Linked DNA regions of Bos taurus: region 2 is linked to region 1. The links are chromatin contacts, called in public Hi-C maps. All regions are on one chromosome and are shown on one strand. Each heading gives the region's core, a stretch centred on a gene start, on an enhancer-like site or on the middle of the called end of the contact. The rest is flanking DNA. Distances are from core to core; before and after follow the strand shown.

Region 1 (5,067 bases), core at 2,023-4,522:
TCATTTGACCAAATTTACAGAAGATACAACACCGAGAACAGCACTGTAAGCCTAGGAAAAAAAAAAAAATTTAAGTTTCTTTAGCATCAAGGCCTGCCAGTCACACTCACCAAGCACCAGCAACAAGAGCACTACTGGCGCACAGCAAGCGACCAATAAATTGGTGCTGGGAGAATGAAGAGGTCCCATCTGAATGTTTGGTCTCTGTTTTCACAATGGCTCTTCCCCTCTTCTACAGTCTCATAGCTTTTTATTCAATTATCAATGTCTATTCATTTTTACTTACACAGCAAAGTTTATTTGGCCCTAATAAAAATAATACAGAATACCAAAATCAGTGTGGTTCAAAAGAAAACACATTAATAGTACAGCATTTTTCACCTTTTACAGATTTTCTCAATTACTGCCAATTCAGTAAATATGAATATAAACTGTTTTCATGGTGCCAGTTACTTGCAAGAAAATCAGGAAGGTCTAAGATCATTTGTCAAAGTTACAAACATACGGTCTCGGTCTCCAGTGTGTATGTATGTGTGTGTGCTTAGTCGCCTAGTCATGTGGGACTCTTGGTGATCTTATGGACTATAGTCATTAGGCTCCTCTGTCCATGGGGATTTTCCAGTCAAGAAGACTGGAGTGGGTTGCCATGCCCTTCTCCAGGGGATCTTCCCAACCGGGGATCAAACCCAGGTCTCTTACATTGCAGGTGGATTCTTTACTGAGCCACCAGGGAAGCCCATGTGTGTGTGTGTCTGTGTCTACGCATACATGTATCACTTCCAAACTTTCAAAAGAAAGAAAACATTCTAAGTGCCCACATGTCAACTCTATTCATGCACACATCAAAATAAAACCATAAGACTGAAGATCCCAGCAAAACAACCCCTTGAATAATGAGTAACTACACAACCCCCTAGAAGTTACTAGTCATACACACAAGGGTAATGTCACATATGAAACAGAACCTTTGAAGAACAAACACTGAGCACTCAGTTCTCTCAGAACCTCATTAAATTATAATCTAAAGGTAAATCTATCTTTAATCATGCAAACTATAAAACAAAGAGCATTTATGACATTCTTTCATAAATGCATTTAAGAATAATACAAACTGAATTAGTCAGTAATGTAACATTATGAGCTTAATATGAAGCTAACAACAGAGAAAGTTTCCAGTCCCAAAATCTAGTCCATCCTATTTTTCACAAATAAGATGTCAGAAAAAAAATTTTCCCATTAAGAAATCATATTTAGCTGACACTTCAGGTATAATTACCTTGAAGTTTCTCCTTTCCTATTTTATGTTTTGAAGTTAACCACTTTGTTAACATTATAAAAAAGGTATGGTTTCACATGTCAAGATTACAGTGGTACTGAAAAGCACTCTGAAAGAATATGATTTAGAAATGTCTTTATTTCTCATTTTACAAAACTGCATGAAATTTCACTAAAGCTCTTCATAAAGTAGCATATAGGTCATCACAGTAAATTTCATCATAAGTTTCCTGAATTCAAATTTAATTCCTAGTTTTATATTTACTGTGCATAAAGCACTCAAGTAAGTATTGTATTACCCAGACTATTTAACAAAAATATTACACTTCCTACTAAAAAAGATCAACACTGTCACTCCTCAGGACATCAGGTAACATGTAGGCCTCCAAAAATGATTGTTAAAAGGCAATGTTCTTACTGAAGGGATCCAGATTGCCAGGATCAGCAAAACCACATTAGAAAGTTAATAGCCTCCCTCCTTAAAATATCCCAAGAGAAGAAAGAGAGTAATTTCAAACTGTTAACACACGACACTACACAAGAGCCTAAGCAAAACTGCCAGATGTATTTGTAATGAAAAGGCCCGACCTTGACAAAGCATCATCAGTGGGTTTTGCATCCTACTGGGTGGAAGGATTCAGAAAGCAGAAGCTCAGGCGAGAAACCAAAAGCACATCCAGCACAAACTGCTCAAGCGGTTCAATCTGGAACAGGTACGGACGTTCATTCCTTCAACCTGTGAGCATCTATTCTGTGATAGCAGAGAGGACGATTTAAAAGGGAGAATGAATGACGGGCTGAGGTTCTGTGGGGAGTTGCCGCCCCAAGACACTGAAATCGGTGCTACGAGAAAATAAAGTACAAAGTACGAAGTACCACTGAGGAAAAGACAAAGATGATGATGAAGTTGAGGCTGGTCAGGTTACATCCTCGTCGGGTTTTTCTAAACAGAGTTGACAAATTCGCCAGAAAGAGGTCAATTTTGGAGACTGACACATCCCTCCCATTGACCAGGGGGGCGTCTGCCGACCGAAGAAGGTAGTGGAAGCGCCCAAAAACGCAGGCGGCGCCAAGCGGGAGAGAGCCTTCCTCCCTCCTCCCAGGCCTTAGCAGCCGCGGTGCTGGGGCGGCCGCCCGGGCTCTCAGAGGAGTCCGAGCAGGTGTCGGCGCCAGATTCCCGGCTCGCGGGGCCAGTAGAGTTGGCAAAGCCGCCGCGGCCACTACGCCCGGCCACCCGGGGTCCCGGAAAGTTGCGCGAAAGACAACTCCGGGGCCGCGAAGCCGCTCCCCACCTCCCGCGCGCGGCCCACGGGCTGCGACACCTCCAGCCTCCGGGGAAAGGGATCCACCGGGGGCAGGGAAGCGGGGAGAACGGTTCGGCCCGCCGGGCCCGGAGGACGCGAGGGTCACCGGCGAGCCAGTGAGCCAGGGGTCGGGCTGTTTTCGTCCCTCCAGTCGGCCGCTACCCGGGCCGCGCCTCCCGCCGGGTTCCGGGCTTGAAGACCCGGCGCCCGACAGCCCTGCCCGTCACGACCCCGGCGCCCTAAACGCCGCAGAAACCTCGCCCGCGGCCCGCACCCCGTCCCACTGAACCTGACCCCCCGCTTCCCCGGGAAGCAGCCCGGGTCCCACGGCTCGGATCGGAGCCGGGCCGCGGCCCTGGGCCCCGTCGCGCCTCACCTGCGCTACGCAGCAGCCCCGCACCTCGTCGCCCGCTCCGCGCGCGCCCCGTCGGGGCACGCACCGAGCCCCCCCTGGCCGGTTCCCTCCGGGCCGCGGCGACTAGGAACGCGACGGCCCCACCGTCGCCTTCTCTCCTCAGCACAAGCTCCAGCGACGAGTAGAGGGTTGCGGTCAGGACCCCCACCGGGGTCAAGGGGAGGCCAAAGCGAACCCCACCGCCTCCGCAGCCTCCTCCACCAAGTCCCTTCACTCGTCCGCGCCGCCCGGAGAAAATGTCACCAGAGGCCGTTCCGCTCGGCGCCTCACTTCCGCCCGGAACCACAGAGCCCTGAGCCCGCCCGGCTAGAGCGGCCGCTGCGACGGGGAACCTCTAGGGACGAGCGCGGGAGGCCGAAAGGAAGCCAGACAGCGCCATCTGGCGGGACGGACCTCACGCTCCTCCGGCTGCAGCTCGCCTGGCGCGCCGGCATCGGCCTCCCGGGTTTTCCCACGCTCCCTGTATCCGCTCAGGCAGTTCCCTTCTAAGAAATGTCTTGCCCCCGGGGGGCGGGGGGTGTCGGGAAGCCAGTCAATACAAGCCACGGATAATGCCCTAAGAGAAAGTCGGCGCTCTCTTTTCTGTGCGCTGCTCAGGACTCACCCCTCCTGAAGCGTTACCGAAGGAAGCTCTTGGCGTTTGAATCCTTGAGTCACGCCGGCAAGGAAGTCCGCTCCGTTCTCTTCCCCACCTTTTCGCGGATGCCCACGGCTCTACTCGCGGAGACTTGGCTGTGCCTCTCTGATGCAGTGGCATCAACATTCCGTTCAAGTTTTCTGGATGAACCTTGCACGCCTTGCAGACAGACCGCCACCTGCTGGTGAGTCAAGAGTCCCCCAGAGAAACTCCACTCCGCCCCGTACGCGCTATGCAAGACGCCCCAAATCCCACCTTTGCAGTCACTCCGGATTTGCACTAGCGCGCCCTGAGCTTTCGACGCCCTTCGCTGAGGTCTGGGATCGAGGAAGAAACGTGCTGGACGCGAGACCTGGAAAAAAGGTGAGGTGGGCTTAAGAAAGAGAAATCTCACAACTCAAGATCTGGCCAACGCTTCGCTCTCCCTAAAAGCAGGGTTTTGAGAAATAAATGAATACATAAGGGCTTGAGGAGAAAATGTCAAAGGGATTTACCTTTTCAGGAGCCGTGCTGGGAGTTGGGGTGACATTCCACTGGAGGACATTCTGAAAATCACAGCGCCGGTTCCATGCTTCCCTTAACGTCAGTCTCCCCTTTAGATCAGGCCCTCCAGCTCCCCCAGTTCACTCATTTATGCCTCCTGCCTACAGGCATGGGAATTTCCCATTCCTTCATGAGTAGATTGATAAAATAATAATAATAGCTAACTTCTCTGAATGCGTGTTATGTGCAAGACACTTACTATGCATCTAAATGGACTCATTCATCTAATTCTCACAAGAACTCCATGGGTCTGGTGGTATTCTTGGCCCCAGATGACAAAAGTGGAGCCAGACAGTGGTAAAGTGACCTGCCCACAGTCGCTCCTCAGAAAGTGGCATGACACCGGCAGCTCAACTCCAGAGCCTGCATTCTCAACTGCTACCACCACGTGCCTCCTTGAAATTCAGTGAGAACATACTATGTGCCAGATAAACATTTTGTTTATGTGTGTTATCTCATTCATTTATTTCCCTGCTTCCTTAGTCCTCAAGGAATTTGAGAGGTTTTGGGGGTAGTGACAAGAGCCCAGGCTCTTTCAGGAGAAAAAGAGAAAAGGACTAACTACTAAGATGACAGCTGTCGGTCTGAAATGAATGAATGAATAAGGACAAATACATTTTTTTTTCACTAAAAAATAAGGAATGCTTCTCGAATTTGCATGTCATCCTTGTGCAGGGGCCATGCTAATCTCTGTATCCTTCCAATTTTAGGGTATGTGCTGCCGAAGTGAGCACTACATTCAGTTTTAAAACAGCCTCTCCACGATCTTATCTCATCAGTACTGCAGAGATGCTGAAGTAGGACCCTGACTTCTGAGGTACTGACTTGGCTCCTTCTGTTTGATACCAACAAGTCAATTCACTACAATGACTGGACTGCTTATTTTTGGAGTC
Region 2 (4,914 bases), core at 646-3,145, 480 kb before region 1:
GTTAATCCTACCTGGGTGGCCCGTTGTGGCTCCTCCACCATCCACAGGCACCTGCCACTCCGTGTCACAGAATGTCGCGGCTACTGGACTGAGAGTCTGCCAGCCCAAACCCGCAGAGGCTCCTGGAGTGCCCCCTGCTGTTGGTAGACAAGCAATGCCAGCTGCCCTCAGACCTCTGTGACCCCAGGCGGCACTCAGCGTCCCTTCCTTCTTTCTGGATTGAGTTGAAACCAGCCTTTAATCACCCGCAGTTGTAAGACTGCCCTTTCAGCCTTAGTCTAGACAGTCACTCACGTTTGCAGACTCTCAAAATGTCCTCTTCTCCAGGCCAAATGTGCCCTCAGGACGGTATTGGTTCTGGAACACTCACTTTACAAGCATGTCGTGTAGAGTGTGTTTCCTTTTCAGCCTATTCTGTTTTCCTCGTAGCTGGTTTGTAGATCTGACTGCCATTTGTTTATCCATCCACTGAGCATCCATTCATTCACTGAGCAAGCAGGTACAAAAGCCGGTAGTGTGCCAGGCATCTTATAGGCACTGGGGGCCTAACAATGAGCAAGGGGGCATGGTCCCTGCCCCCACAGAGCTCAAGGCTGGGAGAGGCAGGGGAAGGGCATCAAGTAGACAGGGCCTTGCAGGACGGCCCTGGCTGTTTCATCTGTTTGTTAGTGTCTCTGATGTGTTACTGTGGGCCGGGACCCACAGAGGAAGGACACTGGGGTTCATCCTTGCATATGGGACCTGAAGGAGAGCTTCTGGGACAATCTGAGATGATAACGAAGCATCACTGAAACCCCCACTCCCCACCCCCATCCCTGCTGTGCAAAATAAGAGAGAAGTCCTGAGTCATGAATGTTTATTAAGCTTCTACTGTGTTCCTGAGGCTTCTGCTGACCAAGCACTTTCTCCAAGTGTTCGATAGGTTTTAATGAGTCATGCTCCCCCTTTTACAGATGAGGAGACTGGCTTGTCCAAGCTGCACAGCCAGGAGGTGGTAGGCAGACCAGTTTTGTCTTATGACCTCAGTTTTATCTGATGACCTCACACAGCCAGAGAGAGGGATGAAAGTTCCAAGTGGACTGAAAATTTCCAGCATTTCAGGATTTACATAGACATTTTACAATTCAGGCTGTAAGAAATCTTAATAAAATCAGCAAGGCAGAGGGGTCTAGTGGCCCTAAGGGAAACTTTCGTGCTGACCAAGGGTGGGGAGGGGCCTCTGGTCCTCTTGCTGTGACTCAGAACCCCACATGGGCCTGCAGGGAAGGTAAGGGCTGAGTGGGGCAGGCATCTGGGTGGGCACTCAGGGTTTCTACTATTTCACTGCAAAGTGCAGAGGGCGATACGGGCAAATGGAAAGCTCTTGTTAGAACAGATGCTGGTCAACTTTGCCAGCCTGTCGGGGCACTGTGGGGGTCACCTAGGACTCGGTGGGCTTCCCCAGCATCCTTGGCTTCAGCTGTAGGAACTCAGGACTCAGGAAGCACCTCGTGGGTGGTCTGAGTGTTCGTCAGAGCAGCAGGTCCCTCCTGGCTGAACGGCCTCTTCTGGAGTCTAAAGGAGATGAAAGCAGAGAGGTTGAGAAGGACCCAGTTAGAACCTGTCTGCCTTGTAAGATGAGCAGAGGTCATAAATAATAGAGAGAAACTGAGTCCTCTGTGTCCAGGGGCCCAGCTAATTTGGGGCCCTGCGTGCCTCAGAAAGGCCCCAGGTCCTGGGGGCACGCTTTCACGGCCCTCGAGGCTGCGAGACTGGTTTATCTTTAGGGGGGAGGCCCCATCTGTTCCTGGGGTGGGGGGGCCTTGCTGTGAGGCCAGGTAGGAAACAGATGCCAAGGGCTCATGTCACCTGATTCTCCATGAAAGGATGAGAAGGGGGTGGGTGGGAGGGGAGGGGTAAGGAGGATAGCCTGTCCTCGGTCCCCATGAATAAGTCATGAGGCCCAAGGAGAGCCCACGGCAGGTGCAAAGGAGGTGGCGGGGGAGAGGGAGCCAGAGACAGGGGCCAGGGGCAGGAAAGACTGGGGTAAAGCCCCGGGGTCCTGCTCAGGGGCCAGTGAGGAGAACGGAGCGGGAGGGCTCTGGACACGTGTGGGCTTTGATCCACCCGAACGTGTGTGCAGGAGCCCAAGGAGAGGGGGGTCCTGGAAGGGGCCAGGGAGTGGGAACGCTGAGCCAGTGAGGGCCAGGAAGGGGCAGCCAGCACAATGATGCCCCAGAAGAAAAAGAGGAGAAAGAAAGACATTGACTTCCTAGCCCTGTATGAGCAGGAGCTGCTGAACTACGCCTCAGGAGACGACGAGGAGGAGCTGGAGCATGATTACTACAAGGCCAAAGGTCTGCCGGGTCCTGGCTGCAGGGTGGGGGGCCCATCCGATCCCGTCCCTCGCTTTGAGAGGGGAGTTTAAGGTTCTGCCTCGACCCCTTTCCCGTGGACTATCCTGTTGGGTCTGTACTGCATCCTCTTGGGGGTACACGAGGGCCCCACTGTACTGAGGGCCACAGAGTCACAGTGGCACAGAACAGACTGGAACAGAAGGGCCACCCTCTCCAGCTCCCGTACCTCCAGCCTGCTCTCTGACGGGCGGCCTGCATGAGGCTGTGAAAGGCCTGTGGAAGGAGACCTGGGCGCTCATCACATGCTCAGCAGGGGCTCGGCGCTGCTGCCCGCCGTGGCCAACAGAGAGAGGGCCCTGGGGCTTCGCAAGGCGATGCTGTGGTCCACTTGGGGAGGGCAGTTGGAGCTTGGCCTTTTAGTCTTCCTTTCCTCTGGGGTGCATGGCAGCTGCTTGGAAATACTCTACCTTCATGTCAAGTAAACCAGAGAAGGGGTGAACTAGGGACCCAGGAGCCAGTTTTGGCTCAAAGGGGGCTTTTGTTTGCTTTGGTGTTTTTTTTTTTTTTTTGCTTTGCTTTTACAATTTAAAAAAATGTTTGACTGTGAACGCCTATTAGGCAGTGGATTTATCACTCATGTGTGTGTGTTCGCTCAGACATTGTCTGACTTTTTGCAACCCCATGGTCTGTAGCTTGCCAGGCTCCTCTGTCCATGGAATGTTCTAGGCAAGAATGTTGGAGTGGGCTCCATTTCCTTCTCCAGGAGATATTCCTGACCCAGGGATGGAACCCACATCTCTTGCATCTCTTGCATTGGCAAGCAGATTTTGTTTTACCATTGTGCCACCTGGGTTTCATGCATCAGTGCTGTCTACCTGATCTCTGAAGACATTAACTTCTCAGTGCTCCCTCTAAACTGGCTCACTACCCCCTGTAAGCACCAGATTCACCCATTCATTCACCAAAGAAGTACTGAATGTGTGCTTTGTGCCCGCCATGGGCTTCTGCTCCTCCTTAATCCCTGTCCGCTGGGAGTTCCTTGATTATACTCCATCTGTAGGGCTTGTTCCCCAGCCAAACCTGATCTCTGTGTGGGTGGGGCCCTCCTTTCTTTGTCCTGACTCCTCACCCCACTCCCAGTGCAGACCCAAGCTCAGAGAAGGAGGTCACCGCTGTGGCACCGTGAAGGCTGTGGCTCTCCTGGGGCCCCTTTCCTGGCTCCATGTCCCAGGTATCTCCTGGGGTGGAGGCAGGGGTTGTGGGGGGGGATGAGGGGCCTAGAATGAGTGAAGTGTTGCCGCCTTTTCTTAGGACGTGTGGTCCAGTGGCAGGGAGGGGCATTGAGGCTAGGTGTTAGGGCAGCACTCTTGATAAGTACTCTCAGCTTTGGGGTGATTCACCCTGGCCAGCACGACTGCTGGTGAGAACATTCGAGAACCTTTCATAGCTGCCACAATGTCCACTTCTGTTCATGGGCTCTGCCTGCCTCAGTGTGACTCACAGCTTTATCCTTCTCTTTATCCTTCTCAAAGCATTTTCACTTCCATTCTCACTTTTAATCCTCAAGATCCCCGAGTACAGTCCAGACAGGTGTGATTAGTCTCAGGTTAAGGACAGAGGCTCCGAGAACGGAAGTGATTTCAACAAGGTCACAGACAGGAAAGACAAGAGCTTCAACCGTTCCCAAGTTCCCACTTCCGGTCAGGATGCTATTCAATAGAATCATGGATTTAAAGCATCAGGCACCACGCTGAGCACTTTACTCAGTGGATTGGTTTCATCTTCACAACAACTCAACGATGTGGGTTGGATTCTCAAAATCTTCTTTTTCAGATGCGTCAAGTGAGGCGCAAGGAAGCTAAATTATGTGCCTGAGATCACAAATCTATTAAGTAGCCGAGTTAGGATTTGAGTCTTGCTGGTTTGGCTGGTCCTTGCCTTTGTACTGCCCCATCTTGACTGTGCTAAAAATAGCTGGAGAAGAGCAAGCCAAGGGGAGTGCCCCCGTGACATTCCTAAGAGGCATGGACCTACTGACTGCAGTCAGCCACAGGATGGGATGATGAATGTGGATGGTTCTGACCGCAGTCACATTCTGAGCTTTGCCTGCTCTGTCGTGGTTACCCTCTCAGCTTTAGAACAGGATGTCACCTACGCCCTTTGAGCACTGGGTTCTTCCGTCACGTGGAGAATCTTGCTGAGTGTGATGGGGAAGAAGAGTAAGGAGGAGGAGAAAGGCCTAGGTTTCCTTCTCTGTTCCTCGGGTCGCCTCCAGGCTACGCTGGAGTTCACCAACAGCCAGAGGAAGGTGAGCAGCCCTCTTGATGCTCTGAGGGTACAGGCCGACCTGGTGCATTGGTCTACCCCCTGACCTACACAGGGCCCCTGAGGACAAGAGAGTGACTCCTCCAGAATCCGGGTTTCAAAGAGACCTCAGAGGATGTCTTGCCCAAGCTTCCAGCCCTGGGGCCCTTTTTCTCTCCTGTGTCTCAGACAGGGGCTGCCCAGCATCTATGGGAATATAATTTCCCAAGGCGGCCTTCTTGGGGATGTTATTAATGAAAATGAAGATAGTCAT

The links. Hi-C and Micro-C count contacts between places; a contact is called where the count stands out from the background.
Region 2: a Hi-C map of skeletal muscle shows a contact between it and region 1, with 5 times the contacts expected there. The contact joins the promoter of LOXHD1 here to the promoter of C24H18orf25 in region 1. A contact is called at or near these places in 3 of 11 Hi-C or Micro-C datasets (liver, skeletal muscle and an unstated tissue).

The regions. Positions count from the first base shown.
Region 1 is chr24:45,911,616-45,916,682 of ARS-UCD2.0, reverse strand. It overlaps C24H18orf25 (chromosome 24 C18orf25 homolog), which reads right to left and starts at 3,272. Exons shown (of 4, transcript NM_001105439.1): 1 at 2,956-3,272. It overlaps LOC104975782 (a long non-coding RNA gene), which reads left to right and starts at 3,908. Exons shown (of 3, transcript XR_815227.4): 1 at 3,908-3,994; 2 at 4,885-4,991. LOC112444237 (U6 spliceosomal RNA) reads right to left here and starts at 4,908; the gene lies at 4,805-4,908.
Region 2 is chr24:46,393,391-46,398,304 of ARS-UCD2.0, reverse strand. LOXHD1 (lipoxygenase homology PLAT domains 1) reads left to right here and starts at 1,895. Exons shown (of 41, transcript XM_059881070.1): 1 at 1,895-2,336. The coding sequence starts at 2,207.